Linked DNA regions of Xenopus laevis: region 2 is linked to region 1. The links are chromatin contacts, called in public Hi-C maps. All regions are on one chromosome and are shown on one strand. The core of a region is the stretch at or near the end of the contact, and the rest is flanking DNA. Distances in the headings are between cores, read along the strand shown.

Evidence for each region. A called contact is a pair of places that touch in the nucleus more often than the background predicts.
Region 2: a Hi-C map of the XL177 cell line shows a contact between it and region 1, with 2.1 times the contacts expected there. The contact joins two enhancer-like sites. A contact is called at or near these places in 3 of 4 Hi-C or Micro-C datasets (the XL177 cell line, the XTC cell line and animal cap).

The regions. Positions count from the first base shown.
Region 1 is chr4L:24,990,576-24,996,380 of Xenopus_laevis_v10.1, reverse strand. No RefSeq gene overlaps it. Among protein-coding and RNA genes, the nearest start is that of LOC121402969, 6.6 kb to the left of the region's middle. Within about 2 kb of position 2,415, at least 2 of the 7 cell types and tissues checked have an H3K27ac peak or open chromatin away from gene starts, as enhancers often do.
Region 2 is chr4L:25,028,716-25,034,520 of Xenopus_laevis_v10.1, reverse strand. No RefSeq gene overlaps it. Among protein-coding and RNA genes, the nearest start is that of LOC121402969, 32 kb to the right of the region's middle. Within about 2 kb of position 2,625, at least 4 of the 7 cell types and tissues checked have an H3K27ac peak or open chromatin away from gene starts, as enhancers often do.

The DNA.
Region 1 (5,805 bases), core at 1,166-3,665:
ATTCATATGTCCATTAACAGTGAGTAGGGTTGCCACCTGGTCTGCATTTTAACGGCCTGGTCTGTAAAAAAACTTTGGTTGACCCCAATGTTATTATTAGGGAAAAAAGATAAATATATAGGAAGGCCGGTGTTTTTTTCCAGAAAAGGTGGCAACCCTAACAGTGAGCGTGTGCAGTGAGAGGCAAGTGCAGAGATAAGGAATTTTGTGCTGGCCATGCACATGCAAATATTTCCTGCTGATCTGACACTTCATTGAGCTGCATGGGGGTGGCAGGACAATGGCAGGGAGATTGGATGGACCATACCACTTGATGCAGGGGGGAGATGGACCGCACCAATTGACATGGTGGGGTGAGGGACTATTCCATTTGACAATAGGGGGATGGTTAGACCGTACTATTTGACACTGGGGGGGAGGAGGTGGACTTTACTACTTGACAAGGGGGTTGATGGAGTGTCAAGTGGTAAATTCAATCCAGTCCCCCTGCCATTGTCAAAAGGTAAGGTCCATCACCCCCCCAGGGGTCAAGTGCTACTGTCTCCCCCCCCCCGTGTCAAGTGGCACACTTCATCCAACTCCCCTGCCATTGGTAAATGGTATGGTCTATTGACCGATAAGCAGAGGCCTAACAAAACGCCAGCAATGTACATTTAACAAAGTGAGAGCCAATACCTGAAAATGTGCAGCAAATGGGGTGATTATACCATGGCAACTTTTTTCCTATGTAAATTGAAACAACACATAAAGTCACTTTGCTAATATTGATATTCCCAACATAGCATTGGATAGTTAAAAATAAATGGAATGTTTCAATTCTCTGTGTTTATTCTTTGTCTCTCCATTGCTTGATCTTTCTGGAAATTTCTGGCAGACACAAATCTGCATTGCAGTGCTTGACTGCATTGTGTTTTAATGAAACCCGTCACATGACTAAGCAGTGCTTCTATCTGATGACATTGTGTGAAATGGTTACTGCTTGCTTATTTAGCAGGAAAATACAAATACTTATACAAATGCAGACTTACTTGTATGTCTGGGGGTAGATAAGAATCTTCAGGCTTGTTGAGATTTGTATAGCAATACGTTGTACAATATTAAATGATTGATCTGTTCCACCCCTTTAATTTTGAGTTTCCTGGAAATACTTCTCTTTACATAAATGTTTAGAGGCTTTGAGGTTAAAGGGGTAGTTCACCTCTAAATTAACTTTTGGTATGTTATAGAATGGCTAATTGTAAGTAAATTTTCAATTGGCCTTAATTTTTTTAATGATTCGCCTTCTTCTTCTGCCTATCTCCAGCTTTCAAATGGGGGTCACCGACCCCATCTAAAAAACAAGTGCTCTGTAAGGCTACAAATGTATAGTTATTGCTACGTTTGATTACTCATATTTCTATTCAGACCCTCTCCTATTCATATTCCAGTCTCTTTTTCAATTCAATGCATGGTTGCTAGGCTAATTTGGTCCAGCCTATGAGTAAGTGTCCTTGGTAGACACAAAACGCGTCAGGCCTGTTTTCTTAATTATGGACAATAAAATATAAGCTTTTTCTAACTCTTTTACAACCTGACTCTGGCATTACTACTTTGTGGGTCTAGGCTTGTGCCAGCCTCTTTTGAAATGTTCCTGGTGTTTGACTCCCCTTGCTGAAGGTCTGGGGTGTGCACACCCGGGCCCAACGGTGACAGCGGTAAGCTCATGTAGGGCATTTTTTAAATGTAGCAGATACTGGTTAAACTATTGTGTTAATTTGGTCCCTGTCAACCAGATTGCTGAAACTGCAAACTGGAGAGCTTGCCAAATACATAGTTAAATAACTCAAAAAACACAAACACTTTAATAAAAAATCAAAACCAATTGCAAGTTGTCTTAGAATATCACTCTCTACATTATACTACAAGTTATTTTAAAGGCGAAGGAAACCCTTTTGGCGCAAAACCCCTCCCCCTCCCCCGTCTGACCATCTGATTCAGTTCCTGTCAGTTCACACACATTCAGGAAGAGGAAAACAGTGGATTTACTGCTCCAATTGTTTAATATCCCAATTGTTTTACAAAACACAATTAGCATGCAACCCTCCTTGTTTTACTAACAAAAGTTCCTTATCATGAATCAAGAATACTTTGTTTTCTCCTTCTACTCCTGTATGTCATTTAGCATTACATTTCAGTTTAGCAATGTGTATATTGATTTTATATAAAGTATACACTCCCTACAGACATCACTAAGCAACATGTCCAGCAGCTATCTAGATGATCTGTGGCTAGATATCAGGCCTGGGCTAGCAATCTATTTATTCTGGCAAATGCCAGTGGCTCTGCCATAGACAGTCAATATTTATTGAGCCTGTGGGCAGCTGTTTGGGTTTCTCTGTACTTGAAATGCCAGTGCCTATTTTGACTCCCTTCAGACCAACTAGATATACAGTAGTTTGGACAGGCAACTGGGAGCCCCCCATACAGAGGCCAATTGGCTGTCAGGTCTAAAGTGACCAAGTTGGCATCTTACATTAGCCCATGCACAGCCAGCTGTAGTCCTCACCATTTGATGCCCCTAGAATAGCTGAATGTAGGCTCTAATCCTATTCTATCAAGTTTTGTTCTCAGGGCCTTCAAGCCCCTCAACAGCAAGTTAACTTTTAATATGTTATACAGGCCTGGATTTGTGGCGAGGCTCAAGCTCCTGTGCATACGCGAGGAGAGTGGTGTGCTCATGAGGCCGCCTGGCGCTAGGACTCGGCAACCTTGTGGCTCTGAAGCCCAAAATCTGGGCCTGATGTTATAGAATTACCAATCCTAAGCAACTTTTCAATTGGTCTTCATTATAGGTTTTGAATTACCGTATTTGCCTTTGTCTTCTGACTCTTTCCAGCTTTCAAACCACAGATCCCATCTAAATAGTAAATGCTCTTTAAGGCAACAAATTAATTGTTAATTTGTTATATTTTTTATGACTCATCTTTCAGTTCAGACCCTCTCCTATTCATATGCCAGTGTTCTCAAGTCAATGCATGGTTGCTAGTGTAATTTGTACCCTAGAAACCAGATTGCTGAAATTGCAAACTGGAGAGCTGCTGCATAAAAAGCTAAATAACCCAAAAGCCACAAACAATAAAAAAAAAGGATGGCTATCCACTACACTTGGATTCATTTTCATCGTTGAAATGTTCAAGTTATAAGTCATTCTTTAATTGGTTGCTGGCACTGCTTTTTGTCACATGCACTTTGTCATGTTTTTAACAACGTTATCAAACTTGCTCTGTCAAAGAGCAATCACATATGCTGACAAATACTCACAAAATAACACCACCCACAGTTAAAAGAGTCAGCTAGAGGAAGTGACACTGCATAGGCCTAATTGCACCAGGAACAGACACAAAGAGTGTATGGAAGTGGAAGATGCAATTTTGTTTAAAAAACAGAAACTCCAAGGAACTCAAGACATGGACTGTCTATGTCACATTGAATTGCACTTTGGCTGAGTATTTGGCAACCACAATCCACTACATTGTGATCAGAATGGTGGTCTCACACAGAAATACTGATTAAATACTGGTTTAGTAGAAAATAGAAATATAAAATGGCAGTCTAATGGTAGCCATATCCTAGCTACAAGTAGTAATAAATGGGAATCATGTTTCCATTTAAAAATATAAGAATATAAATTGAAATAGATAGATGTAGATATATGAGCAGATGTTTCAGGGCCCCCCTCTGGCCCCCTGCCTAGTTTACCCAAGTTTACCCGGCCAGGCGCACTTGCGTGTATTGTGTTTTTGCTGAGACCAGATGCAGGCAGCAGGTCAGGCCCAGTCCAACCCTGTATATATATATGTGTGTGTCTCTTGAAAATTCATGGACACAGTAAGAAAATCCAACTAGGGGGGCTGGGTGGATTGCTGATTATTTTAGAGGTAGCCAGTGCAGCCCTGCAATATGTATTTATTAGACGTGTCCTTTATTTTCTTTTTTTTTTAAACCTTATTTTTATCTGTTTTCCATAATTATACAGGACCACACCTCTTTGAGAGTACTAATTGAGTGTACATACATCATCCTTTTTCACAATGACACGTAATATCATAAATCTGTGTCAGAGGACTCTGGCAAGAGAAAGAATAAGAAAGAGAAAAGGGGTATAGATGCAGGGGAGATGATAAGAAGAAGGAAGCAAATATAGAGTTAGATCAAATTAAATTATAGTAATAATTATAAAACAATGTAACAATGTGTTGTCACATGTTGTTTTTACCCCCTAACAGTAGTTATGAATCAAGTTGTGTTAGTTTGAGAGGTAGCATTGTCTAAATTCAGATCTTGTTTGTTGATCAAAGGGCTCCAGATCTGATAGACGTGCCCCTTAATTTTCAAATGATCAGGTAACCTCAAGTGGCCAAAAGCTCTGTCGGGTCATACTGCCCGAGCACTTATAAAAAGCAGCATTAAAGCTGCCTACCATTCCAGTCACAGAACAGGTGATGACTCTTTCTGTCATGTGGTCTCCTGTGCCTCTCCAGTGAGTCTATTCCCAACTACTTTAAATACAGAGATGTCATTAAATTGTATCTTCATATATTCATATGATCCTGACTAAGCCTTGAAGCTCTGTTGCTATACCAGACATGTGATAATTACCTACTCCTGTTTGTGAATCAGCAGGGCCTAACACTAAGATGCCTATGTTTTGAAATCTAGTGTATTAACAAATTTGGAAAATTCTAGGAGCGCATAGAAACACTATATATCAATCAACAAGTGAAATCCATTAAAGTTCAGCTTCTCCGTGGTTTACTTAACAGTCCAGTGTGCTGTGTAAGATGTCAGACGTCATCAGGAATCTGTCATTAGCTCTCAAGTGTAAGCTAAAGGGACTCTTTTGATAGAAAATGCTGTAGGTGAAAATATAGTACTGTAGTAACCTATATTGTATCTGTTTCTTTTTTTAACACAGGCACAGCTAAAGCTGTTCATACATGGTACGATTGGCTTGATTGGTGAGGTTGCCAAAGAAGCAGATTGTTACGCAATCAGGCCATGAACACAGGGGAACAAACCAGCATGATCTAGTCACTGGACCTGAGAGCCAATTATCTCAATCTTATAGGGGGCCTACAAACACCTCTTGGTAAAGAACTGCATCAATGTTCCAGTGCTGTCCATGCCCAATGGCATTTTAAAACCTGCCTGATCAATATTTGCCTGATCAATATCTGCCAGATTTCAATCTGGGAATGACCTCCTGAGGGCCAGGATGAAAGTCAGTAAGCTTCCAATTTGGTCTGGAGGGGCCAAGCCATCAGCTTTCATCAGCTGTGTATGACAAGATCAAAAAAAGCTCTCAATCTCCTTAAAAAGAGGATCTTTACCGGATTTAACTACCAACAGGGTGGGACAAATCAAGGTGTTTGATGCAATGTGCATAGGGGAAATAAGATCACACAAAGGAAACCATGCGTAAAAATAGGAAATACGGAATGACTATGAAGATTTTCATCCATCCAGGTCATGGTATATCTAGTATAGGTAAATCTAAAAACAACTGGACATTCATTGATTATAAGTCCAGTTGTTTTTAGATTTACCTATACTAGATAGGAAATACTGTAGTTATTTTAAGACTGTGATGCAGAAAAATAGATGCCTAATTATTGCCACCTATAAGCAGAAGAAGGCAGGAAGGCTCCTAATTATACAGAGCTGGTAGGGTGAGTTCCCTAAAAAGAATTTGCTGAATGTAAATTGAAGAGCTAAATTTAACACATTAGGCAGTAGTTGTTCATACCTCTGGTTCCTCCGCGCATG
Region 2 (5,805 bases), core at 1,376-3,875, 38 kb before region 1:
GACTGGGGGAAATCAAATCACCCCTAGATACCCTGCTATATAAGTGAATAGGGATTTTGCAATCCCTATGACAGACCAGGAGGTTAGTCACCCCTGATAAATATCTTCTGCAGATGACTAATCTGCAAATGCTTTACCACCGGCAATAACGTAAAACACAGGAAAGAAAGCATTTAAAGGAGATTTGTTGCCCACAGAAGAGGTGGTTTATTGCAGGGGACTAATCTCCTGGTCTGCCATCAGCCTTAATATGTTACAAGTGTCAGTCCTATTCACCACTATGACAAGATTTGTCTGTAATGGTTGTACTGTACAGTCTGTACTCAGCCGGGAGATTGAACAGTTCCTACAGGGAACCAAATGTTCATTCTGATATATTTAACCTTTGCTAAATGTACAGTCTCTGTCAGTTATAATGGAAAGTACTGAAAATTGTACACGGATCAAATAGAGGGGCTGATTGGAGAAAAGTTCTGTTGCAAAGAAAATCTAAATATATCCTGTACATACACTGACTTGACTGCTTCCTAAGGGCAAAAATGATAAATATAGTTGTGAAAATGAAATGTGAAATGGATGTGTACGGTATTCTATGTGTGTTGTTTTAACTGTATTATTGTTATTTATTGCACTAAACAGGGCAAAACATGAAATTGCCAACTTTGTTGTTCTTAAGGGCATTCCCTGGAGGAGTTTAAGGTAAGTAATCATTGCCACTCCACACAAAACCCAACTGCATAATTAATTACTCCACCTTTGTATGTAAAAGGAAGTTATTGTTTATACAATGCTCATGATTTATTTAAATAACTCGCCTTATAGGTGTTGTTCACCTTTCAAAAACTTTTAATCAGTTTAGTTGTTTTCAGATTAATCATCAAAAACAAAGATTTTGTTCAGTTGCTTTCCATCTTTTATTCTTTTACTGTTTTTCAAAAATTGACGTTGAATGTTCCTGTCTCTGGTGTTCCAGTCTGGCAGCTCAGTGATCCAGGTGCAGATTCTGAAATGTTACAGTTTGTTATATTGGATGATACATTTCTCAGCAGCATCTGTGGAATAATAGCAACTATTGTTTCAATTAAACAGCTGCCTTTGATGAAATGTATCAACGAATATATCAATATAGAACAGTTAGGGCCAGATTTACTAAGCTCGAGTGAATAATTTGAATGCAAAAATATTCAAATTTCGAAGGATTTTTTTGGGTACTTCAACCACTGAATTGTTCAAATTTGATTGAATCGTAAAAATCGTTCGAATATTCGACCATTCGATAATCTAAGTACTGTCACTAAAAAAAAAACAAAAAAAAACTTTGACTTCATACTTCGCCAATTTAAACCTACCGAAGTGCAATTTTAGCCTATGGGGACCTTCCAGAGCACTTTTCTACGTTTTTTTTTGATCAAATAAAAATCATTCGATGGATCGTTTAAAATTTAATTTCATCGTTCGATCGAACGATTTTTATTTTTGCGCTAAAATCCTTCAAATTCGATATTCGAATTCGAAGGATTTTACTTCGAGGGTCGAATTAGAATAAGCGAACTCTTCCCATTTAAGTGGTAAGTCTCCTGCGGTTACTGCGGGGGATTTTTAAATTCTATTTTGGCATTTTTTCTCCATTATATAGATACCCAAGGGCCGCCCCCCCCCCCCAAAAGCAGGGTCGGACTGGGCCGGCAGGGCACCAGGAAAAAACCCGGAGGGCCCCCGACTCTTGTGGGCCCTGCTGGCCCAAGTCCGCACCCACATCTTCTTAATGCCGCGACCCCCTTGTCGGAGGTTGTGGCAAAAAAAAATTGTGTATGCACAGAACCGTGTTACCACATGCATACGTACTAACGCGGCACCGCGCACAAACGCTGGCGCAGCAGGGGGGTCAGAGGGGGCCCTGGGGCAGTAGTCCTGGTGGGCTCTGGGCCCCCGAGTCCGACACTGCCCAAAAGCTGCCAACCTTGATACAGGCCCTAGGGTGCCTATATATAAATATGGCCCTGTTTAGACATATGTGTGACCCTGGTCATTTGAGAAAATGCCGATGCTTGTATAAGTGATGGTAGATGAAAACTTGTGGCATGCAATAAAGTATTATATTCCAAATCTGTACCGGATGAAGATGTTTGCTCATTCCTACTCCATACCTTACTCTGTGGTAGTTTAGTGTGAATATTAGATTGCAAGCTCTATGAGGGAAGGAACTGATGGGATTAATGACATGTCTGTAAAAGCAGTGCGTAAACATGTCAGCGTTATAAAACAAAATAAATAAAATACATGATAATAATGTTATTATAACCGAGTCGTGGCACAAATACTATGAGTGGAATTGGGGTGTTGTGAAACTAAACAAATATTGTAGTTTAATCACAAGTTTCCATTTTGTCCGAAAAATGCAGATAACGAAGACTCCTTGAATTCTAATCTTTACATTCTATTCAAACCATTTTATTTGTTCGCAAACAGCTTTTTTAGCTCGCCCTCCCCCATGTTTGCCTTTAGCAGGAGACGCATTGTAATCTGATCTTTCTGTTTTTGCTGCAGTGAAAGTTGGAGGAGGGGGAGAGAGATAGAGGAGGCAGTGGAGGAATTCAGCCAAGATGGAATTTTCCAGAGGCTTCACGCTTAAAAAACAACTTGCGCAATGTGAGCATAATAAAGATCCTGTCTGTACATGTCCTACCCACCCCTGCCATTATAAATTCCCTTAGTCTTGTACAGGCCTTAAAATGACTATGATTTATACTTGGGAACCCTACAGAAAGGTGGTTCTTATCAAGTAAAAGTGACTTTGATTGTAAAATTATTTGCTTGCCTAAACTTAAAAGTAACAATGGAACAAAGTTCCCCCAGCTAAAGTGTGGGCTTTATTATATGTATAACTTTATTAGTAAAGCACTGTTAAGGAGCCGCAGCACCGTACAATGCATACAAGAACAATATAAATAAAATATTTACCAATATTTATTGAAAATGTATAGGAATTAGGGCTTCATGGGGCCCCTGTACCTCCTGGGCTGCCCTGCAGCTGCAGGGTTTGCTTCTTCTGTAGCTACGCCTCTTATTTGCAAATAAAGCGCTACGCAATATGTTGGCGCTATATAAATACTTGTTAATAATAATAGGAGCCCTTTACCCTACACTTTCCAAAATTCCTTAGCAAGTAAACGCATACTGGGAGTTATAGTTTCTTAACATCTGCAGACCCAAGGTGAAGAAACAATGCTCTACAATTACAAAATGTTAGGACGTTGAAGCACACTAAAATAGTTAAAAAATTATAACTGCTAAAACGGTGGTTTGAAATTTGTTTTTAAATAGCACACAACAAAGTGCCCCATGGTTTTTTTTTCCCTACAATGCAGAATATTTTCAGCGCAGCCATGAACTAAGTTGTGCATGTGTGTTTTTGTGAATTGCACACAAGTTGCAGCCAGCATTATGAGAGCACATATGGGGTAAAGGGGTTGTTCACCTTTAAATTTCTTGTATGATGTACCGAATGATATTATGAGACAATTTGCGTTTGGTTTTCATTTTTTATAATTTGTGGTTTTTGAGATATTTAGCTTTTTATTCAGCAGATTTTTAGTTTGCAGTTTCAGCAATCTGGTTGCTAGAGTACAAATGACCCTAGCAACCATGCACCGATTTGAATAAGAGACTGAAATATGAATAAGAAATGGTTGGAAAAGAAAAAAAGTAGCAATAATGTTGTTTGTAGCAACATTTGTTTTTTAGATGGGGTAAGTGACTATACCGTAAAAATGAATGTGGCTAAAAATGCCATATTTTATATACTGAACGTATTGCATCAGCCTAAAGTTTCAGCTTGTCAATAGCAGCAATGATCCAGGACTTCAAACTTGTCACAGGGGGGTCACCATCTTGGAAAGTGTCTGTGACACTCACATGTCACTGGGCTCTGAGCAGTTGTTGAGAAGCTAAGCTTAGGGGTCGTCACTAATTATCAAGCAGAAAATGAGGTTGACCAGTAATAGAAGCTGATGCTACAGGACTTATTATTAAATTCTGATGCTAATTGCACTGGTTTCTGTCCTGCCATGTAGTAATTATCTGTATTAATTACTAATCAGCCTTATATTGTGACATTTATATTCTATGTGTACTGTATATTGTGAGTGGGTCCCTAAGCTCAGTAGGTGACAGCAGCACAGAGCATATGCAGTGAATCAGCAGAGACACAGAATCTTTGGAGACACAGATCTTTACTGCCAAAGGGCTGTAGTTGCCTTGGGCTGGTACAGAAGCACAAAATATAATGTGCAACATTTCTAGCTACTTCTTTAGTTAAGTTAGTTCTCCTGGAAAGAATCAGAAGAAGCCAAATACTTAAAAAACTATTAAAAAAAAAAGAAAGGCCATTTCAAATGTTACTTTTCACCCAGTCAACTGTTGGGGAGGGCCCAAATGTTCAGATCTGGGCTGGGAGTGAAAATAAGCCCAGGCATTTCAAGTACACAGAGGTGCAAATAGCCCCCACCAGCCCACTAAAAAAGTAATTGTCTATGGCAACTTTACAGCAGCTCCTCTTGTATTTGCCAGAATTCATAGATTGCCAGTCAGGACCTACCAGTATTACACACACAGATAAACTGTCACTTTGATCTGAAAGTGCCAATTTAGCAGATTTAGCAGATTAAAGGGGTGGTTCACCTTCAAACAACTAGTTGTTTTCAGATAGATCACCAGAAATAAGACTTTTTCCAATGACTTTCTGTTTTCTATGTGCGACCGTTTTTCTAATATTGATGTGTAAAGCTGCTCTGAGGGGGGGTCGCCGACCCTGTACATTTATCTTTGTCCCTGCTGAGCAGAATCTCTGGGTTTCAGGCAGCTGTTAGAATTGATAGTTTCTTATACTCCAGAGATGCTACTAAATGTTGCAAAATTGTAACAGTTTAGAGTCTGCACCTGAATTACTGAGCTGCCAGACTCAGGGGCGGAACTACCGGGGGAGGGGGGGTGCGAGCGGGCCAGGGCCCGCACCCCCTCAGGGCCCCCGGCAGTCCGCACACTGTGCATATCCCGGCCAGTTCCAGGTTTACGGAGGGGGGCGGGGGGCCCGGCTGCGCGTCCTGCGCCAGGGCCCGCCTCCCTCTAGTTCCGTTTCTGGCCAGACTGAAACACCAGAGACACGAAAATTCAACTTTAAACTAGATTTTGGAAAAACAGTAAAAAATAAATAATGGAAAGTAATTGAAAAAAGTCTTTATTTCTGGGAAACAATCTGAAAACAACTAAATTGAAAAAAGTGTCTGGAAGATGAACAACCACTTTAAGGGTTCAAGCACATGGGCAGATTCAGGGAGATTTAGTCGCCTGGCGACTTATCGTCTTTTCTGCGGGGCGACACTCTCCCCTGAATCTCTTACCTCACAAGGAAACTTCGGGCGACTTCAGACATCGAAGCACCGTAAGTGCATTGGACCTGGCATTTCACATTATAGCAGGGGATGCAGTTTGGGGAGATTGTTGCACCGCAGAATAGGTGATCAGTCGCCAGGCGACTAAATCTCCCCGAATCGGCCAATGTGCTAGCTCCTTAAATCTTCCCTGTATGGACAGCTTAATTCTACGGTTCCCTCATTGTGCACTTGCACATAATTCATCAGAACAGACTTGGCACTTAGCCATCAAATACTAAAAATTTTAGATGGTTTGTAACGTAACTATTTGCGATTATATGAGAGGGAAGAAACTGTAACTAAATAATTTCTAAAACTTGCAGTTTAGATATATGGTAAAAAAAAAATAAGAGCGCAACTAAAGTCATTATTT